Regions from separate parts of the Sus scrofa genome. Here region 1 is linked to region 2. The links are chromatin contacts, called in public Hi-C maps. All regions are on one chromosome and are shown on one strand. Each heading gives the region's core, a stretch centred on a gene start, on an enhancer-like site or on the middle of the called end of the contact. The rest is flanking DNA. Distances are from core to core; before and after follow the strand shown.

The links. Hi-C and Micro-C count contacts between places; a contact is called where the count stands out from the background.
Region 1: a contact with region 2 is called in a Hi-C map of retroperitoneal adipose tissue, with 1.6 times the contacts expected there. The contact joins the enhancer-like site here to the promoter of ANKRD11 in region 2. A contact is called at or near these places in 8 of 47 Hi-C or Micro-C datasets (embryonic fibroblasts, fetal liver, liver and 2 more) and 2 of 2 datasets of contacts at active chromatin or transcription factors (alveolar macrophages and skeletal muscle).

The regions. Positions count from the first base shown.
Region 1 is chr6:491,645-497,004 of Sscrofa11.1, forward strand. The region is part of intron 1 of ANKRD11 (ankyrin repeat domain-containing protein 11); the gene reads left to right. Among named protein-coding and RNA genes, the nearest start is that of ANKRD11, 38 kb to the left of the region's middle. Within about 2 kb of position 1,312, at least 6 of the 83 cell types and tissues checked have an H3K27ac peak or open chromatin away from gene starts, as enhancers often do. A contact at or near this core is called in retroperitoneal adipose tissue, where this site is marked.
Region 2 is chr6:452,156-457,134 of Sscrofa11.1, forward strand. ANKRD11 (ankyrin repeat domain-containing protein 11) reads left to right here and starts at 3,701. Exons shown (of 14, transcript XM_021097042.1): 1 at 3,701-3,962.

The DNA of each region.
Region 1 (5,360 bases), core at 62-2,561, 37 kb after region 2:
TCATCAGAGTTGGAATTTTTTCCAATACTTTTCTGTCCCTCCCTTTTTCATTTGTAAATTGCATTTAAATTTATATGGGATTGTTTAGAGTATCAGCCAGCACAGTGGTACCCTGTTCATTTTTTTCTTTTTCTTCTTTTTTGTTTTTATGGCTGTGTCTGTGGTGTATGGACGTTTCCAGGCCAGGGATTGAATCTGAGCTGCAGCTGTGGCAATGCTGGATCCTCTAACCTGCTGTGCTGGGCTTGCGATCGAAGCTGCACCTATGCAGGGACCTAAGCTGCTGCAGTGGGCTTCTTAACTGACAGTGGCAACTCCAGCTGTTCCTTTTTTCTTCCTGTTTTCTCTGTTTCTTATCTTGGGCGCTTTCCGTTGCCGGGACTCTCTCCGCTCGCTCACCACTCTTTTCTTTGGTGGTGTCTGCCACACCCGACGGTTTTTGTCTCAGACGGTTTTTCTTTTTTGCCTTTTGTCTTCTTTAGGGCCGCACCCGTGGCACCTGGAGGTTCCCAGGCTAGGCGTCCAATTGGAGCTGCAGCCGCCGGCCACAGCAACGCCAGATCCAAGCTGTGTCTGCAACCTACACCGCAGCTCACGGCATCGCCGGATCCTTGACCCACTGAGCCGGATCCTTGACCCACTGAGCGGTCCGGGGATCAAACCTGGGTCCTCATGGATGCTAGTCGGATTTGTTTCCACTGAGCCGTGATGGGAACTCCCGTCTCAAACATTTTTACCTTGTGTATTGTGGTTTTGACTTGTCAAGAGGTGTGATCTGGGTCCTTGAGAGCTTCCGTCTGTCTGGCCAGCGTGTGGGGTCTTTCACTTCCGGGTCGTCATTCATCAACTGTCTCTTCTGTGTCATTTCCGCTTGGCTGGTTTCTCTCCTGTTGCTCATTCTTTCCTGCTGCGTGGTGGTAATTTTTGATTGTGTGCCAGACATTGTTAATTTTACCTTGTTGTTGCTGGGTATCTTTGTGTTACTATAAACATCCTTGGGCTTTGTTCTTGAATGTAGTTAAGCTCCTTGGAAGCAGTTGATTCCTTTAGGTCTTTATTTCGAGCTTTGTTGGGTGGGGCCACAGCAGCCTTTAGTTTGGGGCCGAGTTCATGGATTTTGGAGTTCTCTCCCTTTTGTGCTCCCCTGCAGACTCCAGGGGTCCTGCCTGCCTGGAATTCAGGGCCGCCTTCTCCCGAGGGGGTGCTGGCTTTCCCCGCCCGTGCTGTGGCTCGGGATCCCTCACCCACTTCCTTCTCCCCTCTCGGTCAGGTTCCGCACCGCCTCCTGTCCAGAGCCTTGCAAACCATTGTTCCTTAGTTCTTTCCTGGTGTGGGGGATGGTGAGCATGTTCCTTTTATTCTACCTGGTGCAGAGTGGAAGCTGGGACAGGAGTTTTCCAAAATGTAAATATTTTGCTTGGGAGCTCAGATTTCGTAGTAACAAACACCGACTGGTGTTTACTTGTGGAAGGACTGTCCATCGTTCTTCTGGCGAAGCTGGGCTCTGTGCCCGTGTGGCCCGGTCAGTGGCACAAGTGCTTGGTCAGAGGCCCCTGTCCTCATCGGTAGGAGGTACACTTCATACCTTCCTAAGTTCTTTTTTTCTTTTCTTTTTAGGGCCGCACCTGGAAGTTCTATGGCTAGGGGTTATATGGAAGTTCTCAGGCTTGGGGTTAATTCGGAGCTACAGCTGCTGGCTGACGCCGCAGCCACAGCAACACTGGATCCGAGCTGCATCTGTAACCTGTAGCACAGCTCACGGCAACTCTGGATCCTCAACCCCCTGAGCGGGGTTCCTTGAAACACTTAACTCCCCAGCCCCAGCGCAGGGATCGAACCCGAATCCTCATGGACAGTAGTCAGATGCGTTACTGCTGAGCCACAGCAGGACCTCCTGATTTGTGCTGAGGACCCAGCATGGTTACCTTCCTCGCACAGGCTGACTCCGGAAGGAGGCAGGCATCTCCTGCTACGTTACGACGGTGGGTGTGGTCTCACGGCTGCTGCCCAGTGCACTGCCAGTGCTGGGTCGGGGTGGGGGGGGTGACCAGAGGCTGAAAGGGGTGGAGAGGGTAGAGAGGGGTCGGGGCTGCAGCCTTGAAATTGCGCGGCTCTGAGATACGTTTTAGGGTACAGAAGATGCCTGTAGGCTTGGTTCCCATTTGGGGAATGTAAATCAAATTTTGCTAACTTTGCTAAAGTTAGGTTTGGATTTTTTTTAAAGGAATGGTGTGGAATGAAGCAGCTTCTTTGTAGCCAGCAGCTTTGAAGGTTGATGGAAGGTGTCTGAACACAGCAATGATGGTTAGCCTTCCCATGGAATTGGGAAAGAAATGAAAGCCCTGGAGAGCTTTTTTCTATAAGTCACATAAAGCGTGTGCTCAAGGGATGTAGGAGCAGGGATGTACTATGGAGAACAAAGTGAGCGGCTTTTGTTTTGAATAAACTTGGAAAATGAGTCGTTTCAGAGAACTCTTGGCATTCCTGTCGTGGCGCAGTGGTTAATGAATCTGACTAGTGTCCATGAGGTTGCGGGTTTGATCCCTGGCCTGGCTCAGTGGGTTAAGGATCCAGCGATGCCGTGAGCTGTGGTGTAGGTCGCAGATGCAGCTTGGCTCTGACAGTGCTGTCGCTGTGGTGTTGGCTGGCAGCTACAGCTCCGATTCCACCCCTAGCCTGGGAACCTCCATATGCCACAGGTGCAGATCTAAAAAGACAGAAAAGAAAAAGAAAAAAAGGCAGAGAACTCTTTTCTGTTGGCATCAGTGCCTTCCCTAGGTCGCCTTGCAGCAGCAGTGTCACGGAGAGCAGGTCACCTGTGCTGGTGGGCTCTTGTTCCAAGGGGGTGTCTCTGAGGCTTTGCCGGGGTGGGGGTGGGGTCTTTGTGTGGGAGTGGCTTGTTACCCCGGGGGAGGCCTGACCTCCAGCTTGACCTGAGTTGAAGCGCAGTGTGTCTCAGGGTGGTCCCCGACACACCTGAGATTGTTTTAGTGCCTTCCCGCAGTGCCTCTTCAAGGAAACTTGGCTGTTGCATTACCCCTTGTGCTGGCAGTAAGGACATTTCTGTCACCCGCAGAAGGTCCCTAGCATACAACCGCCTATTCATTTTACCCTCCCATTTTTGGCCATACCTGTGGCACATGGATGTTCCTGCGCCTGGGATCGAACTGGAGCTGCAGCTGAGGGCTGTGCCACAGCCATGGCACTGCTGGATCCTTAACCCACTGAGCGAGGCCAGCAGTTGAACCCATATCTTCACAGAGAAAATGTCGGTCCCTAACCCCCTGAACCACAGTGGGAACTCCAGGAACTCCCAAGTTTTTTAAAAATGTATGTTGTCCAAGTATAGCTGATTTGCAGTGCTGTGTCGATAGAGTTTTGTCATAGGTTGGTTTGGGATACATGCACTCTCTTTGTGGTTCACATTATTCCTCTGGTGAGATATTTTTAAAACTCGGGGTTTGGCTGTTTTACAGTGAGCAGTTCTCCGGCTTTAACCTGTTTATAGTGTCGTGCAGCCCTCCCCTCTTCCTGGGCTCGGCTGCCCCCTGGCATGTGGAGTTCCCGGACCAGGGGTCACATCAGGGAGGCAGTTGCGACCTGTGCCGCAGCCACAGCAGTGGCGGACCCTTCACCCCTGTGCGGGCTGGGGATCTCCGCTGAGCCCCAGTGCTCCGGCGAGGCCCCTGATCCCCTTGGGCCCCAGCGGGACCCCCAGGTTCTAGATGCTTCGTGCCCTGAGAGGAACCCTGTCCCGTCAGACAGCGTCTCCGTGTGCCCTGCAGCCCTTCCGCCGCGCGCGCCTGCTGCGGACACGTCACATCGAGGGGCCCCTTCCGCAGGACGTTTTCCAGGCTCGTCCTGAGGCTCTTTTTCGGCTGTGAGGAGGATTTGTCTGTCGCATGTACACGTCTTGTTGCCCTTCGTCTGTGATGGCCGTGGCTGCTCCCTGCTGCTGGCTGTCGTCAGCAGTGCTGCTGCGTGCCCGGCCTGTTTGGCACCGTGCAGGTGTGTGCCTCGGGGTGGGATGCTGGCTCATGTGACATCTCTGCCGTTAACTTTTGGAGGAACTGCCAAACTCTGCCGTAGCTGTTGCTCCACTTTGTGTCCCTGCCCTGTGGCCAGGAGCACAGCCACGGTCCGAGTGGATCGCGGGCGCGCTGCCGTCCTCTGCCACCACCTGCCCGAGGGTGTGGGCTCTGGTCCTCGGGGGCTGCGGTGGCGAGCAGTCAGCCCTGCCGCCCCGCCCGTGCTCCCTTGGCGCCTGCAGCCGGGCGCTCTCGGGCACGGTCCGGCATTCAAAGGTTGGTTCCGACGGCTCTCGCCAGCTTGTCTGTTGCTTTCTGTGGAGGGACGGGCTTGTGGAGTTCCCGTTCTGCCGCCTTGGGGCCGTCATCGCCCGGCCAGGTGCTCTGACGTGTGTCTGGGTGGCCACGTCGGGGCCTGTCCTCGCTGAGCAGGCCCGGCTGCGGGCTCCCGGCGCCGGTCGCTGCTGTGGCGGCGGCCTCTCCGAGCGCCTTTCTGGAGAGGCTGGGTTTCGGAGGCGCAGAGCTTCTGGGCCAGGGGGGCTCTGGGAGCGGCCCCCCACCTGCTGGCAGGTCTGGGCCCCCAGGGCCGGGTTTTCGCTTTGGGGGACGGAGAGTGCTCTGCCTCCAGGCCCCGGGACAGCACCTCCTCTCGGGGTCCCTCCGTGGCCCCCTCTGCACTCTTGACCTCCTGTCGTCGTGGCAGCGCCTGAGGCGCAGGTGGGCTTGTCCGTCCCTCTGCTGCAGAGGGACCGTGCGGAGGCCCCGAGGTGGGCCAGCGCCCAGGGCCCCACAGGTCACGAGGGGCAGGCCGGGTGGTGTTGGGCGGGGCGCAGCCTGGCTCAGAGCCTCCCTTGTGGGGGTCCCCCCCCCCCCCCGCCCCGCTCTGCTGTCACCAGCTGCCTGTGCTCTGAGAGCCACCCCTCTCCGCCCCTCTTCTTGGACAGTAAGGACGTGTGGTCCGCTCCTCTCCAGCACCGATACCCTGCACCCTGAGTGTCTTCCTGCTCCACTGGGCTGTGGTGGCAGAGTCCCTTTGTGCTGCCAGGATCTGGTGGTGTCGCCACATGGCCTGGGTTCACCCCCTGGTCTGGGAACTTGCACATGTCGCAGGTGTGGCCAAAAACAAACAGAAAGCTTCCTTCATGACAGGTAAAATGGCCGTGTCCATCTCTGTGGTTACTCAGAGCCGGGGTTTTTGTTCACAGCACGTCTGGAGTGTGGACGCCCAGGCCAAGCATCCATACTTCCTTGTGTGGATGGAGGCTGGAGGACCTGGGGCCATGGGTGGCCCGTGCCCCCGCCGCCCAGGGTCGGGTCTGCCTGTATGTGCCC
Region 2 (4,979 bases), core at 2,451-4,950:
AATGCCCTCACCTCGTTTGTGCCAGCTCTGCGGTGTGCTTGTGGAGCTCTTCATCAGCCTGTCCGCCCTGCTCCCTCCGACAGTCAGCTGCGAGGTCATCCTATCCCTATCCGAGCCTTTCCCCACTACCCCGGGTTGAATGCAGGCCTTAGAACGGTGCCAGGCACCAGGTAGGCACTCAAAAGCCCTCAATATGTTCTGAATAAATGAGTGGTGTCCTTGCAGTCACCGTGCTTCTCTCCACCTTATGTAGCACGTGTCCCACAGAAATCAAATGCAGCCAGGGTGTCATTTAAAATTTCCTAGTGGCTGGCTGTGGACTTCCCACTATGGCCCAGTGGGTTAAGGATCCATTGTTGCCACAGCTGTGGTCACAGTCATGGCCGCAACTTGGATTTGATACCTGGCCAGGAAACTTCATATGCTGAAGGTGAAGCAAAGAAAAAAAAAGGAGTTCCTGCTGTGGTGCAGCAGAATCGAATCCGATTAATATCCACAAGGATGTGGGTTCGATCCCTGGCCTCCCTCAGTGGATCGGGGATTTGACATTGCTGTGTGCTGTGGCACAGGCCCTAAAAAGCAAAAAAAAAAAAAAAAAAAAAAAAAAAGCAAAAATCCTAGTGCAATTAACTGAAATGCTATCATTTCCACACTTAGTAAAATTAAAAAAAATTAGATTTAAACGTTTTATGTTCTTTTCTTCTTCTTTTTTTTTTCCTTTTTAGGGCTGCACCCGTGGGATATGGAGGTTCCCAGGCTAGGGGTCAAATAGGAGCTGTAGCCACCAGCCTACACCACAGCCACAGCAACGTCAGATCCGAGCCATGTCTGTGACCTACACCACAGCTCACGGCAACACAGGATCCTTGACCCACTGAGGGAGGCCAGGGATCAAACCTGCATCCTCATGGATACTAGGCAGACCAGTTTCTGCTGAGCCATGACGAGAGCTCCCTATGTTCTTTTCTTCTTTGTACTAGGTCTTTGAAATTCAGTATTTTATTTTATTTTATTTACTTTTTTGGCCATGCCCACGGCATGCATAAGTTCCCAGGCCAGAGATTGCACCTGCGCCACAGAAGTGAAAATGCTAGCTCCTTAACTTGCTGAGTCACGAGGGAACTCCTAGATGTGTTTTCTTTCATAACTCCCTATGTTTCTCTCTCAAAGCACTCATCACAGTCTGTAACTAGCTACTTTTATGGCTCTTTGATGACTGTGTGTTTTCCCTGCCTATTGAGAAATCACGCGCTGGTAGAGACGAGACCCGCTGTTCCTGTTTGTTCCCAGTGTCTGCTTTACTGCCTGGCCCAGAGCAGGCGCGCCATAAACATTTCCCTCTCCCTGCCTGCCACGCCCATAGCATATGGACGTTCCTGGGCCAGGGATTGAGTACCAGCAGGAGCAGTGACCTATGCCACAGCTTCCTGTGATGCCGGGTGCATAACCCACTGTGCCAGGTCGGGGATCTAACCAGTGCCTCCACAGAGATAAGCCAGATCACTAGTCCACTGTGCCACATGGAAACTCTAACCTCTATTTATTTATTTATTTTATTTTATTTTTATTTTTTGCTATTTCTTGGGCTGCTCCCGTGGCATATGGAGGTTCCCAGGCTAGGGGTCCAATCGGAGCTGTAGCCACCAGCCTACGCCACAGCCACAGCCACGCGCGATCCGAGCTGCGTCTGCAACCTACACCACAGCTCACGGCAACGCCGGATCCTTAACCCACTGAGCAAGGGCAGGAACTGAACCCACAATCTCTTGGTTCCTAGTCAGATTCGTCAACCACTGCGCCACGACGGGAACTCCCCCTATTTATTTATTTTTTGCTTTTTAGGGCCTCACTTAGGGCACATCGAAGTTCCCAGGTTAGGGGTCCTAATGGAGCTGCAGTTGTCAGCCTACGCCACAGGGACCGAGCCCAGTCTGTGACCTACACCACAGCTCACTGCAGCAATGCCGGACACTTAACCCACTGAGTCATTGAGCAAGGCCAGGGGTTGATCCCGCGTTTGCCTGGTTGCTAGCCAGGTTGGTTACCACTGAGCCACAAGGGGAACTCCCGAAAACTCCCAATTTTTTTCTTTGTGCCATTTTCTTGGGCCACTCCCGTGGCACATGGAGGTTCCCAGCCTAGGGGTCTAATCGGAGCTGTAGCTGCTGGCCACAGCAACGCGGGATCTGAGCCGCGTCTGCAGCCTACACCACAGCTCACAGCAACGCTGGATCCTTAACCCACTGAGCAAGGCCAGGGATTGAACCCGAAACCTCATGGTTCCTAGTCAGATTCGTTAACCACTGAGCCACGATGGGAACTCCAACTCCCAATATTTTTGAATTAATGTATTAAAGGGCACAACTTTTTCCTTTAGCCTGCACGTCTTTACTCTGTATTCCTACCCATTCTGCTTCTGTGGAACTTCACTTTTCTTTGGTCTTAGTATGACTTCAGATTATTTCAAGGCCACTTGCATCCGTATTCATATTTCCTACTTTAAATTCCCTATGTGGTTGAGGTCAGTGTTTTTCAAATGTTCCCAAGGATGAGTATTATCAGGGACCAAAATAAAAAATGCCAATTCTTAGTTCCCTCCCATCGAGATTGGCACAGCAGGTGGAGTCTGAGATTGCTACTGGCTAATTCTTACAATGGCAAATATAGCAATCCCTGGGACATCTTAGACAGGCTTGTCGGCCCACAGGTTGGCTGTAACTGTCGGGAGTCCCTTCACCTAGGGAAGCTGTGGGTTGTGGACGGGAAGGGCAAAACCCAGCTGCCTAGAGGCGTGAGAGCCTGGTCCAGTCCCGACGTGGCCCCAGGAGAGGGCACCGTCTGGGTCTCCCATTTGCTCCTTAAGAAAGAGGTCTGAGGAATTCCCGTCGTGGCGCAGCGGTTAACGAATCCGACTAGGAGCCGTGAGGTTGCGGGTTCGATCCATGGCCTTGCTCAGTGGGTTAAGGATCCGGCATTGCCGTGAGCTGTGGTGTAGGTCGCAGACGCGGCTCGGATCCCGTGTCGCTGTGGCTGTGGCGTAGGCCAGCGGCTAACTAACAGCTCCGATTAGACTCCTAGCGTGGGAACCTCCATATGCCTGGAGAGCGGCCTTAGAAACGTCAAAAAAAAGACAAAAAAAAAAAAAGAGGTCTGAGAGGTGAGTCGGTCTGCGGCCGGCGGCGGAACACCCCTAGTCTAGCAGCAGGTGCAGCCAGAGCAAGACCGAGTTGCTGTGAGCAGACAGAGCACTACAGGCCAATCCCCGCTGACCTCCTAGTGGATACCGCGGTTCTTGTCTTGCAGCGCCTTCCGCGCCAGACCCACTTTGGACGGCTCCCCTTGCCGCTTCCGGCACTTGGAAAGGCCAATCGTCACGTCGGAGAACCAAAGGCCCGCCCCTCCGCGATGCAGGTAGCCAATTCAAGCTGCTTGCTCCCGGCGTCCCGTGCGCCTGGTCGTACGACCTTGTCCAATCCGTCCCGGGACTTCCTTCTGGTCCCGCCCCGGCCTGTCCCAGAAGCTGTCAATCTTGCCGTCTCCCTTGGCCCCGCGCGCACTTCCTCCCCGACGCCGTGACGTGCGCAGCCCTGAGCCCGACTGCGGCGGGCCAATGGCGGTGGCGGATACGGCGGGCCAATGGGCGGCAGCGTCTCATGCGGCCTGCGCCGTCGCAGCCGCCGCCGGGTCCCGGAGCCAGAGGCCGCCCGAGCCGGAGCGCGATGGAGCGAGGGCCCCAGGCGGGGAGGCGTCGCCGAGCGCGCGGCCCGACGCCCCCTCAGTGAGCGCCCAACCGCCACGGCGCCGCCCGAGGGCGGACTCGCCTCCGCCGCCTCGCCGCCGCGCCAGAGCTCGGAGCCCGCGCTGCCTTCCCGCTCGGGCCGCGGGCCGGGGACGGGCCGGGGCTGCATGGCCTCGCCCGCGCGCCGCCCCTGAGCCGCGGGCCGGAGCCGGAGCCTGAACCGGTGAGAGCCGAGATCGCGCGGGGGTCGGGACGAGCGCGGGGCGTGGGGCGGCTTCGCGGCCTGCAGGCCTCCCGCGCCGGGCGGAGCTGCGCTGCAGGCTCGGCGGGTCTGGGGGCCGGGGTCCCAGGCAGCCCTGACGGGCCGATGGGGCTCCGGGCGGGCCTGAAGGCCTGGGGGGCAGTCGAAACGGCCGACGGCTGACTTCGGGCGGGCTTGGGAGCCTGGGGCCGCCGGGGGGCTCCAGGCTGGCCTTGGGGGCCTGGGGGGCTGCGGGTGGGCCTGGGGGGCTGCGGGTGGGTCTGGGGGGCCCGGAGGCCTGACTGGGGGCTCCGGGCGGGCCCGGGGACCCGGGGGGGCCTACGGTGGTCCCAGGACAACCTTGAGAGGCAGAGGGTGGGCTTGGGGCGAGTCTGGGGAGCTCGAGAGGCCGACGGGGCGCTCCGGGTGGGCCCGGGGACCCGGGGGTCCTTAGGCAGCCGGGAGGGGCAGAGGGTGGGCTCCGAGGGGGCCTTGGCGGGGCGGCCGGGCCGCCTCGAGGGGCCGACAGGGGGGCTGCAGGGGGCCCCGGGCACCTGGGGAGCGGGCCGCAGACCTCTGACCCGCGGGAGGGGCGCCTTCGCGGTGCGGGCCGTAGTTGTTATTCCCAGCGTCCCTATTATTATCGCTGTTTTGAAATGGGAGCAGGCGGCTTTGGGCTCTGAGCCGGAGGGGGCGGGCGAGCCGGGGCCCTGGAGGGAGAGGGGGCTTTAGGGCCGCAGGAGGCGCGTGGGCCCGCGGAGGGGCAGGAATGCGGGGCAGCGGCGCGGGGGTGTTTCGGGGGGAGGGTAGGCGGGACTGGGGGGCGGGGGGGGGAGGGAAGCGGCGGCGGCTGCAACAGCAGCCCTTGGCCTCAAGGAACAATGTGAGACGTTGCCTGAAATGTTAATTTCCGTTCCTCATTTCATCATCCCCTGGCAGGGCGGTAGCTGTGTGTGTGTGTGTGTGTGTGTGTGTGTGTATGTGTGTGTGTGTGTATGT